2 separate regions of the Mus musculus genome follow, and region 1 is linked to region 2. Evidence: chromatin contacts called from public promoter capture Hi-C data. All regions are on one chromosome and are shown on one strand. Each heading gives the region's core, a stretch centred on a gene start, on an enhancer-like site or on the middle of the called end of the contact. The rest is flanking DNA. Distances are from core to core; before and after follow the strand shown.

What was found. Promoter capture Hi-C pulls out the DNA fragments that hold promoters and counts their contacts.
Region 1: a promoter capture Hi-C map of liver shows a contact between it and region 2, with 4 times the contacts expected there. The contact joins two enhancer-like sites. A contact is called at or near these places in 2 of 39 promoter capture datasets (embryonic stem cells and liver), 7 of 484 Hi-C or Micro-C datasets (B cells, bone marrow-derived macrophages, embryonic stem cells and 3 more) and 2 of 115 datasets of contacts at active chromatin or transcription factors (bone marrow-derived macrophages and embryonic stem cells).

What each region holds. Positions count from the first base shown.
Region 1 is chr16:23,960,220-23,965,888 of GRCm38.p6, reverse strand. It overlaps Bcl6 (B cell leukemia/lymphoma 6), which reads left to right. Exons shown (of 10, transcript NM_009744.4): 10 at 1-839. Among named protein-coding and RNA genes, the nearest start is that of Gm31527, 25 kb to the left of the region's middle. Within about 2 kb of position 3,293, at least 10 of the 459 cell types and tissues checked have an H3K27ac peak or open chromatin away from gene starts, as enhancers often do. A contact at or near this core is called in liver, where this site is marked.
Region 2 is chr16:24,877,075-24,882,448 of GRCm38.p6, reverse strand. All of the region lies in intron 9 of Lpp (LIM domain containing preferred translocation partner in lipoma), which reads right to left. Among named protein-coding and RNA genes, the nearest start is that of Gm22672, 4.4 kb to the left of the region's middle. Within about 2 kb of position 3,333, at least 35 of the 459 cell types and tissues checked have an H3K27ac peak or open chromatin away from gene starts, as enhancers often do. A contact at or near this core is called in liver, where this site is marked.

The DNA.
Region 1 (5,669 bases), core at 2,044-4,543, 920 kb after region 2:
ATGTGTAAGGCAAACCCTGTCAGCAAAAAGCAAATTCATTTTCTATATCAAAGTAGGGGAGAATGCAGAAGTTCTGACTTGACAGGTTGCAACCGAGGAATGTAAATGATGTGTGGGAACAGAGGTCTCTTTTGTATGTAAATGTGTATTGTTTTAAAAGACAAGACTTCAGTATGCTGTCAAAGAGAAGGCTTTAATTTTTTTAACCAAAGGTGAAGGAATATATGGCAGAGTTGTAAATATATAAATATATATATATATAATATAAATATATAAACCTAAAAAGATATATTGAAAATATAAAACTGTGTTAAAGGCTCGATTTTGTATCTGCAGGCAGACACGGATCTGAGAATCTTTATTGAGAAAGAGCACTTAAGAGACTATTTTAAGTATTGCGTCTGTATAAGTAAGAAAATATTTTGTCTAAAATGCCTCCGTGTATTTGTATTTTTTTGCAAGTGAAGGTTTACAAATTTACAAAGTGTGTATTAAAAACAAAAAGAACAAAAAAAAAAGCTGCAGAAGGAGAAATGTATACTTTTGTTCCAGTTTTCAGTTTGTACATACCTGTAATGTGTCCTCACGGTGCCTTTTTACACGGAAGTTTTCAATGATGGACGGGTGTGCGCCATCCCTTTTTGAAGTGTAGGCAGACACAGGGACTTGAAGTTGTCACTAACTAAACTCTCTTTGGGAATGTTTGACTCCTCCCACATTCTGCGTCATGCTTGTCGTTATAATTACTCCGGAGACAGGGTTTGGCTGTGTCTAAACTGCATTAGTGCGTTGTAAAATAGAGCTGTACAAAACATAAGAATAAAACATTGAAAAGTCGAGCTGGCTCTTTCTGAGGATCTGTCTTTGCATGGAGAGAGATCAGAGTGGTCTTTGCTTCGGTGGGAAATGTTCTAGGGGCGTGGGAGTGGGGCCCGCTGGCCAGTGAGGTATGAGAGAGGAGCTTGGCCTGAGAGCCAGACTGGGGCTTGTCCAGGTAGCTTCCTGCCTATTTTGATCCTGAACACCAGGATCAGCTACAGAGCCCAGACACTAGGCCTGGAGGTCAAGTAGGGTATCTGACCCAGCTCCAAGCCTCACTCTTAATAACTGCAGTCCTTGTTCTTTAGACACAAACGTCATAGTCTCTCCAACCTCTAACGAGTCATAGCCTCTCCCACCTCTGGGATTATTCTTTTCTAAAGTAAGAAGTCCCATCCTGGCTCTGGCTTTAGAAACATATTTTCTTTACTTGGCTACGCCTGGCAGGTCAAAGGCATCCGGCTGAAGCCACACACATCTCTCGGCATCCACGCATTCAGAGCCTCCTGGGTGACCGACAGACATTCACAGACTTGAAAGCTTTATGATTGGCCAGAGGCCAAGCAAGCCTCTACCCCAGTGTCAGAACTCAGCCACCTCCTCCTGTGTGCGTCAGGTCGCTATTTTTGCTGTGGGTCTCTGTCCCAGCCCATCCAAGAGTAGACTGGATTAACGAGACCATTTATGCATCCGTGATTCAGATGTAAGTTCACGCTGGCCTGCTTTGGCACCCGTGGATATTTTACCTCAGAAAACCCCAAGGACCAAGTATGATTGACAGGATCTGAGAACTGGGGAGACAAGTGTGGTTCTGGTAATGGGCCCAGAAGAGAAAGCCTGCGTCCCCTTCCTGTTCCTGGGTGGCAGTGGGGAGGGAACACGTGCCTACTTACTGGTCAGCTCCTGGCAGTGGTGTTGCTGCCGTCTCTGGGCACGTGTTGAGAAGCTAGGGGAGTTGCCCACCCGAAGTCCCAAGAGAGCTTCAGAAAGTCACGCCACCTTCTGCCAACCGCAAGGCCTTGCAGCTCGGGTTTCCTTTGAAAATGACTTTAAAGGACTTGCCAGCTCGAGGCCTCAACTCACCCTGCTCTTTGAAAAGGGGGAAACCGATCCCTCAGCTCCCATAGAAACCTGGCAGAAGAACTTACGGACTAGACAGCTTCAGGAATGACAATTCACGGGCCTGAGGGAAGCTGGCCTCAGGCTCCTTTTGCTCCCGAGAGTCTGTTTTTGTACCATTCCTATTTATGAGGGAGACGGAGGAGCAGACGGGGAGGGTGGCGTTCCGACAAAAGGGAGATCAAAGACTGAGCTACTGCAGTCAGCCGATGATTAATAATAAGTAAAAGGGAAACATCTCTAAACGGAGTTATTAAGAGTATAGCCCACAGCAAAGGGGAGAGAGAATTTTATTACAAAATCATGGAGTGAATGCATTTTCACACACAGACACACACAGACACAGACACACACACAGACAGACAGACACACACACACACACACACACACACACACACAAAGGTGTCTCAAACACTAGGATGTGTTTAAGACTCTCTGCATCATGGAAGTTTTTGAGGGAAAGGTTTACTAGGACCGCAGGTTGAAGTGTGTATTGAGGAAGGTGTATTAGCTTTGGCTTCCGTTCACTTTCTTTTGCTATAATAAAACACAGACCAAATGCAATTTGGGGAAGAAAGGGTTTATTGGGCTTACATTTCCTAACCACAGTCCACCACAGAAGGAAGTCGGGGCAGGAACTCAAGGCAGGAACCTGGTGCCAGGAACTGAAGCAGAGACCATGGAGGATCGCTGCTTGCTTGTGCACTGTGGCTTGCTCAGCTTCCGATCCAATCCTGGTCCATCTGCTCAGGACCCTCCCACATCAATTGTAAATCAGGAAACTGCCCCCCAGAAACTGTCAACAGGCCAGTCTGTGGCAGCATTCTCTCAGCTGAGGGTCCTACTTCCCAGATGACTCTAGCTAGAGTAGAGGTAGCACAGGTTTTGTTTGTCAGAACTCCCGTCTCAGCAAAGAAGGGTTGAAGTCTTTAAGCTCACAGTTTTGATGTCTTTAAGGTCACAACTTCAGGTGTTCCTGTCCATTGTCCTTGGCTCTGCTAACTCAACTTGTGATGAGACAGAATATCATGACAGACAGGAAGCAAAGAGAGAGAAAGAAGATGACACTGTCTCAAGGGCATGTGCTGAGTGACCTATCTCCTCCATATAGGTCTCACCTTCTAAAGTTTCCAGAACCTTCTAGAATAGTGCTACCACCTGAGGACAAGCATTTTAAAACAATTGCTTTTGGAGGGCTTGGGAGCTTGACTCTATACCTAAGCCACAGCAGCAGGCCTGTAGACCGGGTGAGTCCACACAAGCAGAGCTGTTAAGGAGCTGAAAGTGGCAGAGTGGCAAGAACTCTCTCATTAAGTGACTCTTCTGACCTGTGAGGTGACTGAAGGAGACAGTCTGCTGCCATCTAGTGTCTGGGCAAGTGTAGAGACCAGGCTCTACCTAACCCCAACCCCAGGAAGGTACAGGGGTGTGTTCTGATTTAGTAATGATGAAATGAATAGGGCCTGCCTAGGGTCACACAGCTGAGTGTCATACGCCACACCTAACCCTTTGTAGAATTTACAGTTCAGTCAATGCTTAGGACCTAGGCTTCTTATTTTAATTTCTTTGCCTCACTCACGGTAGTGATTGATAACAAATTGTCTCGCATTCTTCCAGATGCATACTCAGGAAAGCATTAAGAAGATGGACCCCGGAAAAAGAAACAGGGGAAAGCTGACCCCTGGGTGGCAGTCAGGCCACGTCAGTGGCAGATCCCCAGAGCCAGGCTCTTAAAATAAGATGATCTTCCAACACTGGGTTCTGTGGAGCCTGCTATCATCTGGAGGCTTCTGGACTTACATTTCTATGATACCCAATATCTCCTACACCTAGTTGCAATAGGGTACCTGTGCCCTGGACTTTCTCCTTACATGGGTTAGTTTGTGTGGGTTCCTATTTCTCGGAACAAGAGCGCAGTTTATGCTGACAGCCACATTTTATACATATTTATATTTCATAGTTTATGAAAATGACACACACACGCACACATATGGGTCATTTACTAATCTCTGAAGTGGCAAAGGGAAAAGTATCTATAGTCAAACTAATAGTTGAGATGATTGAAAGTTGTTAAGTATTCACACTGCTTCTTCTTTTGGCTAAATTCAAGTGTGAAATTGTTAAGGAATGACGCTTTTGCAGTGCTTCCCTAGAAGGTAGGAAATCAAAACACGTTTGTTTATAGCAACTTGATCATTTTGCATTACTGGCTACAAGGAACAACATCACCAGGGTCTACAGAGGTAGCTCAGCAGAGAAAGCTCACGACTCTTCCAGAAGACCTGAGTTCAGTTATCAGCACCCATATGCGGCAGCTCACAACAGTCAGTAACTCCAGCTCCAGGGGTTAAAAGGTAAAGAAAGAGTACTATGAAAGGACTGCAGACTTTGGAGACGATTTTACAATAGTTACCAGTTTCACTGTTAATTATGGTACTACAATAAAATGCGGCCCGGTCTATACACTGCATTTCACAGTAGACGGTTTTTCTGATGATAGCTTTGTGACTTTCATAAAGGATACACACTTTTTACTATTGCTTTCCCACACTCATAATCTTTGGAGTAAAATTCAATTTAGTGTTAAGCTAAAGCAAAACTTGTAACTGGTTATAATTAATAAAACAGGTACTGCTGTTGGAAGTTGTGTGTGTGTGTATGTGTGTGTGTGTGTGGACCTACGTGTGGGAACCCATGTTTACATAAGTGGAGGCCATATGGTTTATCTTCCTCAGTCTTTTCTCACATCATTTATTGTGGCAAGGTCTCTCATTTGAATCCAGGGCTCCCTGATTTGGTCAGTCTACCAAGCCAGCTGGTCCTTGGGGACCCCCAATATCCACCTTCCAAGTGACAGGGTTATAGGCAGCTGCCAAAGCAAACCAACATTTCTGTGGTTTCTGGAGACTGGAACTGGCTTTGCCAACCTCGAAAAGCAACTAAGCCATCTCCTTGGCTGCATGTCTAAACTTCTTAATGAATGGTGGCTGACAGTTCTTGGATTCCTCCAAGGAAAAACACAAACCTTGGTTTACCAAAAATACCGTGACCAATAGAGAAGACCAACTTCCTCTAATCCCTAAAGAGGAGAAAGAGGGATTCTATCCTGCCAGGGTCATGAGACACAATACAACCAGTGTAGTGTTAAGGGGCACTTACATTGAAAGGGGAGAGTACGTCCGTGGGCACTAGGAAAGCAGGCATCTACGTAGAGGTACGTCAAGTCAGAAAAGGCTTGGAGTCTCAGATGGAAACTTGAGATGTACCTTAGTACCCACCTTTGGCAACTGACCACCCTAGATGAATGGTTGCTTAGGACATTTAACACACAAGAGAGACCTGAAGATAGTCTATGTAGCCCAGGCCTGTCTCAAACTCACTGCATACTCAAGCTGTCCTTGAACTTGCTGTCATCTTGTCTCAGCCTCCCCATGGCTGAGATTCTAAGTGTGTGACATCATAAAGAGTGTGACATCATACAAAGTGTGTGACATCATACAAAGTGCGTGACATCATGCAAAGTGTGTGACATATAAATTGTGTGACATCATACAAAGCTGCTGTCTTTATATCCTAAGCAGGCAGGTTTGGTTAGGTAGCAAGCACATACAGAGTCAGAATCATTGACGATGGTAAATGAGACTCTTTAGGGACTATAATAATTTCACATAGTCAAGAAAACCAAACCAAGAACAGGAAGACATCACATCAAGTGTCACTGCAAGAACTTT
Region 2 (5,374 bases), core at 2,084-4,583:
ACATAGTCTCAGTTATTATGCCATAGCAGCATAAGGCAGACTATAACAATGTATGGCCACTAAAAGAGTTCTGTCTTACAGTACCTGCTCTAAGGGGGAAAGACAGAAATATCTAAAGAGACGGAAATGCATGTATAATCTTTTGAATTTCTGTTTCACAGTGAACTTTAAATTAGATAACCTTCCCTGTTATCCAATGAGCTGGTACAGAAATAACCTTGTGAATGAGTTGAGAAATATGTAACAAAACTGAACTTTGAGTTGTGAGACAGTGAGCTATGAGTCATCTAATGACCCTTACATACATGGCTGGGACCAGTGGCAGGTGACAGTTGCAATTGGCACTATCTTCACAGGAAGCCAATTAGTTCTTTTGTCTATTTAGAGCCCAAATGCCCAGAATGCGCTATTGAGGGGATTCAGAAAGTGAAGAGCATTGATTATTTCATTCAACTTTAGTATTCATAATATAAAACAAAGGTCAAGAGACAGGTTGTGACTTGAGTAAGATCCCATAGGAAGCCAACAGCAGAGCCAGGCTCTAAATTGAGGCCCTTGGGGACTCAAAAGTGATACTTTTCAGGCTGTGCATACAATCTCCCAAACGTGTGACATCATATACTAGTATCTCTGTACTAGCAGGTGAAATTTCCTGAGCATATGCAATTTCAATCTATGATGAAAACATTTCTTTGTTAAAAAAAAAAAAAGCCTGGTACATTGCTTAGCTGCTTAGTTTACAAGAACAAGTTAAACTCTTTGCCGTCCAAGCGAGAGGCAAACCTGAGTGAAGAACATAGGTTCCAGGCCCTGTGTGGTCACATCCAGTGTGGACGCACTGTTTTAAACAATGTTGTTAAATAGAATACTCACTCCATGGGAGGGTTCCCATTTTGCATTTTCTCTTAAATGAATATAAAGTAGGAGGAGTAATTTTGATCTAGAAACATATGACCTGTGACCTTAGGCAAGCTACTTCCCTTAATGGAGCCTTATATAATATAGGAATATCATCCTTAGTCTGAGATATCAGAAGGTAGTATGAAAAAGGGTCTCCTCCCCTCTGAATTTCTATATGATATACACATAGACATATACATCTATATATATATATAGTATAAAATATGAATTCTTCTAAGATATATATGGAAATAGAACATATACACAAAACAGTAAAATTTATGTATGTCTCAATGCTGTAAGAAATTACTAGACAGAAACCACTGAATAAGATGCAGGTAGGATGTGAGTAGATGGATTCTGAGGTAAGTACCTTTAAGCACTAGCAATGCCATTTATAATCTCAGTGCAGTGGGTGGATGAATATCAGGCATAGCTCACACAAGCTGATCACCTCAGAACTCAAAGATCCATGGGGATGGAGTCAGCACCTCCGTCCTTTCTCCTCATGCGTCTCTGTAAAATCCTCTCTGCTGAACTGCCATCTGCATCTGATTCCATCTCCAGCACTTGCTTAGCAACACTGAGCTCTCCAAGTGCTGAAGTGACGTCTAGGGAACAGTTATTAATATCCGTATGTATGCACACAGTATGTGAAAATATGCAGGATTCAAAGCGATTAGTGTATTACTTGGAGGTAATGCTTCCCACGGGGACTGAGCTCCTGGAGAAAGCTCCCCCTGCTGTGACTGCCTGCCATACCCACTATCACTCACCGGAACATTTGGGATAAAAATGGTGTCAATTTTAAGGAAACACACTTCTCGATTTCTTTGTTAACATTTGAATAAAACATGAGAAGGCTTCTACTTTCCTCTTCCCCTCCTTCATTCAGAGAAAAAGTCCCTTCACAACCTTACTTTGTGTGTGAGAGGAAATGGTTGTCCTTGGCTACCTTCAGACTGGCAGAACTGCTCAGTTACAAATATTAAAGCCTAAAATCTATTCTAATGAACTCTGGTGAGACTCATATCTTCTAAGCTGCAGACAAATGCTTGGTAAAAGAAAACACGAAGAAACTGTCAGAGTTGATCAGCCTGAAAGAACATTAGAGACATCTGCAGAAGAAAGCATACAATTCTATAGGAGGGGCATGGCTGGGCCAGAAGGAACACTTTCTGGACCACGTGAGACTCTGGGAAAAGGAAAATTTCCTAGGAGTCACAGATGGAGGCTGGTCACATCCTCTCTGCTGTGTGTTCTGTTGCTGTGGTCACCATATGACCAAGAGGCATTTGGGGAGGAGAGGTCTTATCTCACCTTAGAGTTTACAGTGTATCATCAAAGGAAGCCAAGGCAAAAACTCAATACAGGAACTTAATGAAGAGGCTGACTTCAGGCCCATCCTCAGGTACCTTCCTGCAATACCTTCTGTCATCTCAACACAAACTTAGACATGCATTTCTGAGAAGAGGAAATCTCGGTTGAGGGACCCATCTCCATCAGATTTGCCTGTGTGCATATCTATGAGGCATTTTCTTGATTAATGGCTGATGCTAGAGGACCCAGCACACCATGGGCAGTGCCATCCTTGGGCAGGTGGGTCTGGTGTGTATAAGAAAAGGAACTGAGCAAGCTAGTGAAGAGCGTTCCTACATGTTGTTTCTGTTGCAAGTTCCTTTCCTGGCAAGCCAGTAAGCAGCATTCTTCTCTGGTTTTGCTTTAAGCTGTCTGGACTTTGTGTGCTGTGACTAAAAGCATGCACTCCTATGCCTTGCCAGCTACCTTTCTTATACAGCTGAGGCACACTCTTCTTACAGATGGTACATCCTGCAGCCTCCCCCAAAGGAATCGGGAGGTTTTCCTAAGGACTCCTTCAGAGTTTAGTTTTCCAACCCAAGATACATTTTGTAAGATAAGTACATAAACTGAATCAAGGCTGAATCAGGTGTGGAGAAAATCACTTAGTGGACATTTCTGCATAGCCTTTCAAAACATTATGAAAGTGGGAGTGGGTGGGTTGGGGAGCAGGTGGGGGGAGGGTATAGGGGACTCTCGGGATAGCATTTGAAATGTAAATGAAGAAAATATCTAATAAAAAAACAAACTTGGAAATGGCCATATTCTCCTGCTGTCTGTGGAGCATTTCTGAGCAATCACTCTTGTACTGAAGTTGTTCCTTATTTAGGCTATCATATTCAGTAAACACTGCTAATTTTATAAGATGACTAATACCCATGTGCCTAATAACGAGAGAGACAAGTCAAAGGTCCTCCCTTACTGAGCTTATATGAAGCTCAGAAACCACGTAAAGCCATAAAACTAAACAGAAACTAGTAATATTTTCTTGTATCGCTATGTGATCCTATTTGAAGTCCATCTTAAGCAAGAGATACACAGAGGGAGTACAAAGTCAAAGGTCTTTAGTGGCTGTTTGGACCATCAACACAGCTTGGCTCCACCAACATACTACTGAGTTCAAAGTGGAGACAGTTACAACAAATACAGCTTGCTTTATTTCTGAAACAAACTGTGCACATATTTGCGGCCACCCCACTAATTAACCTGGAGATTGCTCCTTTCATCTCCTCCGTGGTTTTCTCCCCCTAGTTACCACATGTTGGGGTTATTTTTTGCCATCTGGGATATATTCAAACTGTTCTCTTATAGGCACCAGAGAGAGGATGGTACAAGTGATTAAGAGACTGAGGAGTCTGACTTTGTAGAAAGATTAAAAGAGCTATATATGTAACACACCGGGGCTGGAGGATGACTAAGGGGTGCCATGATGATGGCTATAAATATCCGCAAGGTGTAAACACTAAGGAATAATTTAGCTTGTGGCAGGTGGTTCAACTAGGAGGGATGGTGCCTCAGAGAAGAGAGATATTTATTAAAGAGTAACTTAGGCACTTCAGAGGTTCCCCATGGGATTTGCTGGAGGGAAACATGAAGAGCAACTTCAAGAACAAGGCAGTGGGAATCGGAGACATGGGCTGGCCAAACTCTTGCTTTTGTAAATCAGTACCTGATCAAGGAAGATGGAGAGGTCTTCCAGCAGTGCTCTGAGGATGGATCCTGAGGACTAGGTGGTCCTACTGTCCACTAAAGCAATAAGGAGAGGGGGCATGAAGGGCAGTGATGAGCCCCTTCGTCTGTCTTGTCTATACCACCACTATCCTTAGGATAGCTTCTGAGGAACTTGCCAACTCCAAAAGATTGTAGAAGAGATTTGCTGAGCTAAAAATCTTGGAACAATATATTAGAGGGTTCTTTTTTTTTAAATTCATGCTTATTCAAAAGATTCTAAACCATTTAGAATAGGTACTAAAGTTATACTTGAATGAACTATTTATTGACCTACTTATGTGGCAGCCTAGCAGAGACAGCAGTAACCTTCATGCATGGCTTGGTAAAAGGCTTTCTCCCTTTTACACATACATGGAATTTCCCAGCTAGCTTTCAAAGCCTGAATCCATTGGCTCCCTGCTACCTTATCAGGATCCTGTGCCCAGCCTCTAAGCCTGCTTTTAGAGGGAATTTCATTCTTATCTGAATCTTGTGGTTTGTCATGTGGCTCCTGAAAGATGTTCCATGTGTTTCATATTGCTTCCCTCTGAGACACTGCTTTCCACATACAACTTTGAACACTGGATTGGTAAAAATTCACAGAGTAATAGAGGAATTCTCATTAAATTTCTAGTAAAATTGAAAATGTTTTAATAGAACAGTTCTTGGGCAAATGGCAACGAATCTTAACATGTAGCTGGAACAGGTAACACAGAATGTGAATATCCACATAAACAAGTGTCAAGTGATTACTGCACAGAGCAGGCATTGGAACTCACCGAGAAGAGAAAGATGAATGGGACCTGGCCTTTGCCTTCTCTAGAGCTCATGGGCACACAGTTGTTACATAACATATAGATCCAATCAGGGCAGATTTAGAAGGGAAAGTGTGGACTCAGGCTTTGAAAACCAAGTGGGGAATTCTGTATTAGGGGAAAGATGGAAGACACACAGTCATGGAGCAAGTGAGAACACTGGCAGTCTGGACCTACTGACCTGTGAGGAGGGAGGAACTAGGCTGCAGCCCTGGGCCCAAGGCAGGGCAAGGAGGGTTTCTACAGAAGACCAACCAATAAAACACTGCCATGTAACAAAGTGGATATATGTCTTAGGCCTTAAACATACATGCCTATATGCATGTTATAATAACACCTCTAGATAAAAGTGGAGGAAGGGCACAGAGGAGCAAAGAGGGTGATAAAAGAGCTCATAAGCCACTGCCTTATCTTTAATCTGCAGGCAAAGACAGAGAAGCTCTGAAAAGTTAAATCTCATCAACTATCACACAACAAATATTGGTATTCTGTCTAAACTACACCCCAACAGTTACCTGGCAAGAGCGAGGTAGTCTGGTTCACTATAAGAGGGGCTGCTTGTCCAATCCTCTTACTCTTGCCTTTCTCCC